Regions from separate parts of the Macaca mulatta genome. Here region 2 is linked to region 1. The links are chromatin contacts, called in public Hi-C maps. All regions are on one chromosome and are shown on one strand. The core of a region is the stretch at or near the end of the contact, and the rest is flanking DNA. Distances in the headings are between cores, read along the strand shown. Region 1 holds the start of PTRHD1 (peptidyl-tRNA hydrolase domain containing 1). Region 2 holds the start of LOC114671808.

Region 1 (5,101 bases), core at 903-3,402:
GGACCTGATCCCCTCTACACCAAGGGGCAGCGTTGCTGTTTAGCGTTGCTACTAGAGAAAAGAGGGAGTGTATCTGCTGGGCCTGCTTTACCTTGGAAGTTATGACATCTCACCCTAGCCAGTCAGCTTTGTCCCAAAAAAAGGTTACAAAAAAAGTCAAAATCCCTGCCTATTCGAATAAATAATCTGGTTGCAACTAAAATTCCATGTCCTTCCTTCCGAAATGAGTGGGGACAATTCAAATAATAAACCAAAAGCTGAAATCACCCAAGCAGAGGGAGAAAACCAGTATGGGTAACAGCTAAATGTTTAAATATTGTTTTCGGTAGAGAATAAGGAGACGGGTCTAAGTCTCTTGATAATCCAAAACTTCCACCTCATCGCTTATTTTAATAGAAACAAAATTAGGCCTGGACTAGAGAACAGGTTACTCCTGAGTGTGACATGTTTCCACTACACAAAGTCACCAAACTTATTTTTAGTCTTAAAGTAACAGTAAATCTTACCCCATATACTTTTATTATCTACAGTCTCAGCTTAAGTCATCTTAAGCTGAATATAGCTACTTCATAGTTATCAATGATAATGATGGCCCAGAGAAAAACGGGATCACCAAATTCACTGACAAACTCAGAATTCTTTTTAAAACTATAGAGTTATTTTTAAAGTTGGGTTTTATGGCAAGCTTTCCCAAAGTACTAACGTAGAACCCTCTGGATTTAGGCATCAGGCTTAAGTATGCCAAAGTTCTAAAAAGTATTAATAGCACAGGACATAAAGCAACACAAAACCAGAACTGTCCACAAATATTACCGGGCACTAAAGAAGAAAGCAACTTCCTTCTGGACAGAAATTCAGATGCAAATCTCAGTTTCCAAAGGATTGACTAAGGACTAAGTAATAGTTTCATAATTCTAAGCAACTCTAACAATTAATTCTTTAAACACTTTCTACTTTTTAAGACACTTACAAAGCCTTTCATTATTTCCTATATATTAGACATGTGCTAAATGCTTCACTTGAAAAGTTTGAATTAAATACTATTCCACCACAAAAGAAATACTTTTTCCACAACTACAACTACCGTGCCATTTTCACCTCCATTTTCTAGATGAAAAAACAGAGGCAGAGAACAAAGTGACTTGCCTAAGGGCCCTTTATTTATCATGGCAGAGCCAAGACTCAAACCCAGTTCTAACCAACACTACAGTCACTGCCCCGCACTGGCCCTCCCTCAGGAGTAATGCATAAATGGCCCAAAAACCCCGGGGAGAGGAACGAAACCTCCCTGGCTAGAACCGCAGTTCAGAATATAAACACTGAGCATATGATGGATGCAACTTAATCCGTTTCAAAAGAGGTGGGAGCCTAGAAACGAAGCCATTTTTCCTCCTCGAATAATCCTGGCTGCCTGTCCCTTTGTCTTCAATGTTAATTCCTTTCACCATTCTGCTCCCAAACAGGTCAGGTCCCACGTCAGTTCCAGGAGGAAAGGGCTCTCTCAGCCTGCGGATCATCTTTGGGCAGCAGCAGGAAGGGGAAGGCGGCGGCCCTCTCAATACCTCCTTTAGACTCGCCATCTGGACGTAAAGGGTTAGCCTGCTCCATCTCAGATTGCCAAGGGCCTTCCCATGAAGTTGTCTAGGCAAGCGGTGATAGGGACCTCAATGTCCTTGCTGATAAAAGAAAAATGGCAACAGAGTCATATCGCATCTAGTCCCATTCAAACCCAGACGGCAGGGCACACACCACTCAGGCACAACCCCTGGGCCGCGGATGACACAAACGTAACGGCTAGGATCCCCTTTCCTGAGCCGCCAGCCCTCTCCCAGCGCCCGAGCCAGCAGAGTCCGCGCCCACCCCCGCGCCCACCCCGCGGCCCCGGCGCGCTCCCGAGGCCCCGGCTACTCTGGTCCAGCAGGCTTCACAGCTACGGAAGGAGTTTTAAGAAGGCCGTTCAGCCCGCCACCCTGGCCACGGTCCCGTCAGACACTGGGTCTTTCCCCTACCTTCTCCCTTCTAGCTCACCCAGGCCAGGGGCGAGAATTCCCGCCATCCACGTCTTCAAAACCAAGCCAACCGGTCCCGGCGTGCTTTGCGATCCTGCCGTACAAAAACATGGCGGCGCTCAGGGCCCCGCCCTGATCCCAGGATGCACCGGGGAGTAGGTCCGGCCTTTCGGGTGGTGAGGAAGATGGCGGCCTCTGGGGCGGAGCCGCAGGTCCTGGTACAATACTTGGTGTTACGAAAGGATCTATCACAAGCTCCGTTCTCCTGGCCGGCGGGCGCACTGGTGGCGCAGGCTTGTCACGCGGCCACCGCGGCCTTGCACACTCACCGCGACCACCCGCACACCACCGCTTACCTCCAAGAGCTGGGGCGCATGCGCAAAGTGGTCCTTGAGGTGAGGCACTCGGGCGGAGGGGGAGGTGCTGAGACGTCGAGGGCGGAAGTGGGTGTGATCTTCGGTCCGAAGGCCTAGCTGCGGGGAGTGGGTGCGGCGGGGGTTGGGGTGATCGTTAACATTTAGACTGGAGCTATTTCCCTGGAGGTGCGTCCTTGGGGAGGGCCTGACTGTGTGAAGAGTGGAGAGCAGTCGTCCGCCCCCTTCTGGGCTCGCGGTGAAGTGGTGCCGCCTGTGTCCCCGCCGTTCCGCCTGTGCACTGGCTGACCTTTTAAAGCCATGCCCCAAAGTGCTGTCCTCCAGCAAAACCGAGCCCGAGGGGACAGAGCGAGCTCCTTCTCGCCGTGGGGACAGTGCAAAGTGAAGTCAAACTGAGTATTTACCTGGGTAGGACGCCAAAGTATTTGAAAATAAACACTAAAAGCCTTATTTGAACCTAGCTTCAGATAGACCAGTCACCAGGGGTGTAAATCGGTGCACCTTTTAAAATAGCAGTCAAGTTCTGTTTGCAGATAACCAAACAAATCTCACCCTTACCCTTTGACTCTGTCTCTCCTGCTGCTAGAGATGTAGCCTAAGAAAATAATCAGATGGACCCAAAGAGCTTTGCACAAGGATATTCATGGGAGCCCTTATGTTTTTGAAGCATATTTAGTGGTCTGGAAGAGTGCTCATGATGCGAAGCTAACTGAACTATATGTACAGAATGATCCAGACTTTGAAAGGAAAAACCAAGGAAAGATATCTAAATATTAAGTAGTGCATGGTGAGATTTTGGTTATTTCCTAATGCTTCTCTGTATTTTTGAAATTTTCTACCTTAAGCACATATTTTATAATAAGGAAAAACGGCTTTAAAGTAATGAAGCCAGAACTCAGGTGGAGGGGTGGAGTAATACCTTCATGGAAGACTGGCAAAGACAGATTATCTTTCAAGAGAAACATTACTGCTGGATAGTGAAACATCAGGCGGTAACCTGTAGGAAAAATGCCTTGAGAATCTGAGTAGGCAGAACAGAAGCCGCTGACTTTTCACTTAGATTTTCTTCCTATTAAGAGGTCTTAAGAAATCAGGTTCAGACTCCTCTTGTCTCGGGTGAAACTCTGAAGCCTACAGGGATTAAGTGACTCCCCTGAGTTTAAAAGAGGGTCTCATGATTCTTAGTTGTTAATCATGACTCAAGAAGGGAACTTAGGAGTCGCTACTGATTACATTGAGGTGCTGCTGTAGTCAGAAGGGCCAATAAAATATAAGACAATACCAGGATTAACTACGTTTATTGAGTGCTTAGTATGTGCCAGGCACAGGTCTGAGCCTAATTTCATTGATCCCCACTAGGAAGCATTTTATAAAGGGACGAAGAGGCCAGCGAAGTCGCCTAACTTGTCCACGATTACGCAGTCAGCAAGAGTTTGGAGTCCGGTAGTCTGATTCCAGAGACTCACTGTATCTCACTGTACTATGCCTCTGCCCGAGGCTGAAGAAGCTGATGAGTCCTCCAGCAGAGCTCTGCCGGAAGGACTTAGCAGGTTAAAAGTAGCAATACTGGCATTCTCTAATTTGTTAAAACCAGCCTCTGATTATCTTAGTGGCTTCTGCCTTCATAGGTAAAAGATAAACTTTATGCAAACTAACATGAAAATAATAATTTTCTGAGTGATAGTTTTAATACTTCCTGGAATGGGATTCATCATGGGTGAATTGGCAGTAAGGATGACCCAGAAACGATTTCAGAAGGATGTTAGAGAATATTGTACTCTCCGTTTAATAAACAAGTGGGAGCTATCCCAGCAGAAGGAAAACCCCTTTAGGTTTCAGTAGGGTAGAGTGGGAGGGGTGGAGGGAAGTGGAAGTGGATGTGCTTTTAGAAATCCTTCCACTAGGGGCTGGGCGCGGTGGCTCACGCCTGTGATCCCAGCACTTTGGGAGGCCTAGGCGGGTGGATCACTTGAGGTCAGGAGTTCCAGACCAGCCCGGGCAACACGGTGAAACCGCGTCTCTACTAAAAATACAAAAATTAGCCAGGTGTGGTGGTGTACGCCTGTAATCCCAGCTACTCGGGAGGCTGAGGCAGGAGAATCACTTGAACTTGGGAGGCAGAGGCTGCAGTGAGCCGAGATCGTGCCCCTACACTCTGGCCTGGGTGACAGAGCAAGACTCTGTTTCAAAAGAAAAAAAAACTTCCATTAGGCAGTGGTTAAAGTCAGAGGCATTTAAAATTATGGGCACCAGCCATAGGAGAGCTAGAAAACGTGTAGAGCAGAATTACACATTACACATGTGGATGTTGGGCACACGACATCTCACGAGGGAAGATACAAATCTCCATTGTCTAAACAGGACTAGGAGGCCTCTCTCCCCTCCCCAGTGCACCAAGGAATGACATCGTTGCTCTGCAGCTCCCTCCTTGGTAAAGCTGTCACTCCACTTTCAGTGAAGAGGACTCCCGAAACCCTTTTTGGCCTTTTGACACTTCCTAAGTGGGCTATTCAGTTTGTGTTCTATGTTCTTCTCCTTTAGGCCCCAAATGAGACCACCCTAAAGGAGCTGGCCGAGACCCTGCAACAGAAGAACATTGACCACATGCTGTGGCTTGAGCAACCAGAGAATATCGCCACTTGCATTGCTCTCCGGCCCTACCCCAAGGAAGAAGTGGGCCAGTATTTGAAGAAGTTCCGATTGTTCAAATGACTGCTG
Region 2 (5,101 bases), core at 1,224-3,723, 300 kb after region 1:
GTCTATATAATCGTAGTTTAAGTGAAACAATCACCATTAGCTACATCAAGCGCTCCCCCCCCCCACCCCCCCAGTAAAACCACTGCAGATCTAAAACACTCCCTTGGTTTAAACCACACAAAAAGCCATTCAATAGGCACAATCCTACAGGTTTTCTGAGAGAAATAAGGAAGAGATCAAGTATAAGCTATGTAAAATTCACGCTCTGCACCTTATAAAGCAAACCTCAATGCTGTTAAATAACCAGTAGAAAACATCTACAAAAATCAAACTAAACACCTGTTCTTATAAGCAGCAGTCCTCTATTTTCTCTCTAAACCATATATTCCCAACTCAGACCCTCTTTGTGACCCACTGTTCCCAAAGCATCAAGTCTGAAGAAGAAACAGAGAGAAAACATTTCGGACATTCGTTCACAAAACCAAATTAGACCTTTCCACAAAGTACAGGAGATAAAACAGAAACACTTCCATTTTATCTAATTTATGGCAAATAGTTCAAGGAATGACTATTTGTTAAGCTGAATCAAACCCCACTGCTACCTTTAATCCAAAACTATTTCTAGTTCAAGAGCCAAGAGACCCAAGCAAATAATACTTTCTTTTCACATTATTCTCAACATGAAGAAATCCGACCCCCTTCCTACAACATCATAGCTTCTGTGAAACAAGCTGAGGCCCCTATGGTCAACTTTTGTTGTTATTGTTGTTGTTGTTTTGTTTGCTTTTTTTTTTTTTTTTTGAGAGTAGCCTCCAACCAATTTCAAAAGAGGAGACAAACCTCAAACAAATTTAACCCTTGAGATCCACCCCTCAACTGTACCATATAATCTACGCTTCACGGCAGTAATGTTTTAAGCAGACACTTGATTTCTTAATCACTGAAATGTAAGCACCAGCCCTCACAAATCATCGCCACAGAGATTCCTCTTGGCATCCACAGAGGGTGCTGGGGCTGCAAGTCACTCAAGAACCCTTCACTTACCAACATCACACTCGACATTAAAAATTCACCCTCTCCGAAGAAAAAATGTCACCTTCTCCACAAGGACACCTGCCTGTTCAACACCTCTACAAGAAACGAGGACGGCCAAGCATGAGAGGCTAACAGACCCTCCAGCTTAAAAGTTTTCCTTCCCAGGAAACTCTCCGGCCACAACACCGTGGCCTGTCCTTGTCACACACACACAGGCTGTATTGTCAACCCCTCCGTCTTCCTCTAACGTCGTCAGACTGGGCAGTGTCTACCCATGGGGGTAACTGCTTTTAAAAAAAATTAAAAAGCAGCCACCACAGCTGGGTAGTAAGGACTGGAGACCCTGGTGTCCGATTTCTTCAGGTCTTTTCCAAGGGACTAGAGAGCGGCCTGAATTCTGTCACTGCCCACTAACCAACCCCACCTCCCAATCGCCCCTCGTCAACATGTTTGCTTCCCTTCCTCGGCCCTTTCGGCTGAACCCCAGGAAGGGGACCAAACACCGGCCGCGACAGGAACATGTCCAGTGTCCATCCCATGTCTACCTCCGAAACCCCTTCTCGGGAGAAGGGGCGAGCAAGCGCGCCGGGGTCAAACCCGAGCGCCGTCGAGGGCTGCGCTGACGGAGAGGGACGCCGCGGTCGCCCCCATTTCGCGGTCCGGGCAGGCGAGACTCCGAGAGGTGAGCGGGCTGGCCAAGGTCACGGCGTCGTCGGGGCCGAGGGGCGCCCGCGCCGACTTCCGGCTCCCCCTCTTGGCGACGACCCGGGGCGCCCGCTCCCCACGCCGGGCAGGCGGCCGCGCAGCTCGCGCCCCCTCCGCGGATGCTCGCCCTCTCCGCGCTAACTAGGGCAACTGGAAAAGAGGCGGAGAGAAGTCGCTGCTGCAGCGATTTCCCTCGGCAGGGAGCAGCCCCCAGCTGGTGCCCGTGACAGCTGCGACCTCCGCCCCCTCCAGCCGCGCGGGGCCGCGAGGGGAACTCGGGGAAGTGGGAGGGGGATGGAGCGGGAGAAAGGAGAGCAGGGGGCGGAGGGGCGCCAGCTGCTCCCCGCCCCCTAGGGCCTCGGCGGCCGCGCGGCTCGTGACAGCTGCACCCACCGGGAGGCTCCGCACCCGCCGCCCGCCACTCACCTGCCGCCGCCGCCTCTGGGCCGCGCTCACCGGCGCCGCACTCGTCCGCGACCGTGGCGGCGGTGCCGCCGCGGCCTCAGCCGCTCCTCGGGCCCGGAGCCCGGCCCCCTGGGCCCAGGCGCCCGCCGCCGCCGCCGCCGCCGCCGCCGCGGCTCTCCGGCCCCCTCCTCCGGAGCAGGGGTCCCCCCGCAGGGGGATGCAGAAGGAACCTGACGCAGGCTTGGCTCGAGGGAGCAGCAACGAACAGGAGGCCGAGGCGCTCAAGGCCGCGGTGCAGCCGTCGGAGGACAGAGCTCAGCAGATCGCGTCAGACTCCCGCTCGCCCAGCCTGAAGAACAGGCATTTCAGCCGCTCTCCGCGGCCGCCATGTTCTCCTCCTCGGCCGCCGCCGCCGCCGCCACCGCCCCCCGCTCGCGGCACCGCCCCCTTCGCGCCCCGCCCCGCCCCGCCCCGCCCGTTCCCGGCCGCCCGCCCGCCTGCCCGCCCGCCGCGCTTCCCCTGCCGGCTCCGGCCGCCCGGGCCCGGTGCCCGCGAGCTCCGACAGCGCGCCCCCAGCCCGCCGGGCCTGCCGGGCCCGCCGAGCAAGGAGTCTCCCCGCGCCCTCTGCCGGCTGCAGGCCCGCCCCAGCCTGCGTCCTAACGAAGTGTGGGAAAGGAGGCCCGAACTCTTCCCCGCCCGTCTCAACTCCTCCCCGCCCCTCTCCTGCCCTCCCCTCGGGGCGTTCCTCCCACTGCTGCCGGGAAGCGGCCTCGAACCCCAGGGCGCTCGCAGCTAGGCCGCCGGGCCTGCCGCCTCCCGCTGTTCTTTATCTTTCTGGGAAGGTGGCTGAACGGCGAGAGGCCCTGCGGACGGGGCGGAGTCGGCTCCGGGTCTGTCCCTCCACTCGGGTGTTCTGTTACTTTGAGCGAGACATATCCCGCAGGCCTCGTTTTTTATTCTGTAAAATTGGGAGGTGGTTGCCTAGATGATTTCACAGGCTATTAGACAAGAGAAAAGGAAGATCTTCTGCCCCCTTCGTTTTACAGATGAAAAGATCTGCCTGACACGTTCTGGCTTTGCAATTCCATGAATTATGTAAAATGTCTGTCATTCGCAGATATTTTCCCTCAAGGGGACCACACCTTTCTTGTCTCCCTCTTTTTTTTTTTTTTTTCTACTTGTCTGATAGAAGTGCTACTTCCAAACGTAGAGTGGTCCTTGTCACCAGAGGAATCGAACAGCTGCTGAACAGCCTCTCTGAGCCGCGATGGCCTTATCTGGACCGCATCCCTCATTCCAAAGGCTGGCAATGCAATATATACCCATCTCTCTCCCTGGGTTGTCGTAAGGATGAATGAGTCACTCGCCGTGGAAGTGCCTTGTAAAGCATACATCTGTCCATTCCTTTCTTGCATTCTTACCCCATTTCGCGCTCTTACCCTTCCTCAATCCTGTCCTGCTGCTGCTGTCTCCCGGCGTTCCTGATGTTTCGCTTCCTGTGTGTTCTCCCCTAAATCAATCTGTAAATCCTTAAGCCCTTCGCACCCTTCTCCCAACTGGGGAACCTGACCGCCTTGAAAACACCAACCTCCCTGGCACCTCTCTGAGTCAACGGCAGCCTCTTCCACAGGCAGGTACTTACTGTATGCTCTCACCATCCTCTTCCTGTCCTGGTCATGCTCATAAAGCAATCGCTAGACCACACCCCCACATGCATTCATATATTCATTCATTTATAGATTCATTCTCCTGATTCTTATCGGAGACCTACTACTGGGGCCCTAGGTGCATTTCCTGAGCTCTGGCTTAGCAGTACCTCTAGCCACCCGCAGAGTCCCTATCCCCAATAACAGCTGAAAATACCCGGGCACTCACCAGTTTCGTCCCCTAATGTAGCGCCTACTTCCCAATCTAGTCCAATGCAGACTGTGTGAAAGTGCCTTGTATTGGCCTCTGGCGCCAACAAATGAGCCACCTGTACAAGGTACTCCTGTCTCCACTGTACTCTAGTAACTGCTGAAGGCCAAATCTAGTGGTCACTTCAGTCCTTCTCTCATGTGGCCTTTCTACAGCACGTGATACTGCTAACTCCTCCTTTTTGAAACTCTCTTCCCCTGTCATCAACATGAGTCTCTCTACCTGATTTCTGAACTTCCGTTCGTGTGTGCTTTTCTTGGGTTGCTCCTTTTTACAGGGCCATAACAAATGTTGGTATCCTCAAGGATACCAACATTTTTTTCCTTCCTCTCCTCTGGCTTCGGCTGACTGTTTATTTCCACAGCTTCAACTGTTAACAACTGCTGCATTTCCTTCTTCCAGTCTCCCACTCTGCAGCCCAGGGTCGTAATCAACTTTAAAATATCCTCAAAAAAAGCAGTGCTAAGATTTTGTTGAATGACAAATTATTTAGGTGTTAATTTATATTGCCATAACCATCCATGCATGCTAAAGAGTTCCTTTTCTAGAATGGTACTGTTTCTTTTTTGTTGTTGTTGAAATGGAGTCTTGCTCTTGTCGCCCAGGCTGGAGTGCAGTGGCGTGATCTCGGCTCACTGCAGCCTCTGCCTCCTGGGTTCAAGTGATTCTCCTGCCTCAGCCTCCTGAGTAGCTGGGATTACAGGCACCCGCCACCATGCCTGGCTAATTTTTTGTATTTTTAGTAGAGACTGGGTTTCGCCATGTTGGCCAGGCTGTTCTTGAACTCCTCACGTCAGGTGATCCACCTGCCTCAGCCTCCCAAAGTGCTGGGATTACAGTTGTGAGCCACTGTGCCTAGTAATGTTTCTTAAATAATAACCCTTTGACATTTTTCTCCTTCCTGTACAAGTCATAATCACTTTGTCTCCAATTGGTAATCTTTTCTCTGGTCATATTCAACTTCTCTCAGACTCCATCTACTTTTACTAAACAGGCCCATTTTACTAATCCACCCCCAGCAACCCTAAATACAAGGCCAAAAGATTCATTAGATTTACTTCGTGACTCTACAGGTAGCCTCTCTAAAATCCATTTACTT

What was found. Hi-C and Micro-C count contacts between places; a contact is called where the count stands out from the background.
Region 2: a Hi-C map of fetal cortex germinal zone shows a contact between it and region 1, with 2.9 times the contacts expected there. The contact joins the promoter of LOC114671808 here to the promoter of PTRHD1 in region 1. A contact is called at or near these places in 3 of 14 Hi-C or Micro-C datasets (fetal cortex germinal zone, fetal cortical plate and liver).

Annotation. Positions count from the first base shown.
Region 1 is chr13:100,223,238-100,228,338 of T2T-MMU8v2.0, forward strand. PTRHD1 (peptidyl-tRNA hydrolase domain containing 1) reads left to right here and starts at 2,153. Exons shown (of 2, transcript NM_001193681.1): 1 at 2,153-2,404; 2 at 4,925-5,101. The coding sequence starts at 2,153. The coding sequence ends at 5,095. CENPO (centromere protein O) reads right to left here and starts at 2,406. Exons shown (of 10, transcript XR_013403002.1): 1 at 2,029-2,406; 2 at 1,285-1,676.
Region 2 is chr13:100,526,260-100,531,360 of T2T-MMU8v2.0, forward strand. It overlaps LOC114671808, which reads right to left and starts at 2,474. Exons shown (of 6, transcript XM_077958772.1): 1 at 2,456-2,474; 2 at 2,148-2,330; 3 at 1,521-2,106. The coding sequence starts at 2,474. NCOA1 (nuclear receptor coactivator 1) reads right to left here and starts at 2,227. Exons shown (of 21, transcript XM_077960057.1): 1 at 2,107-2,227. It overlaps LOC144333889 (a long non-coding RNA gene), which reads left to right and starts at 2,924. Exons shown (of 2, transcript XR_013403021.1): 1 at 2,924-4,618.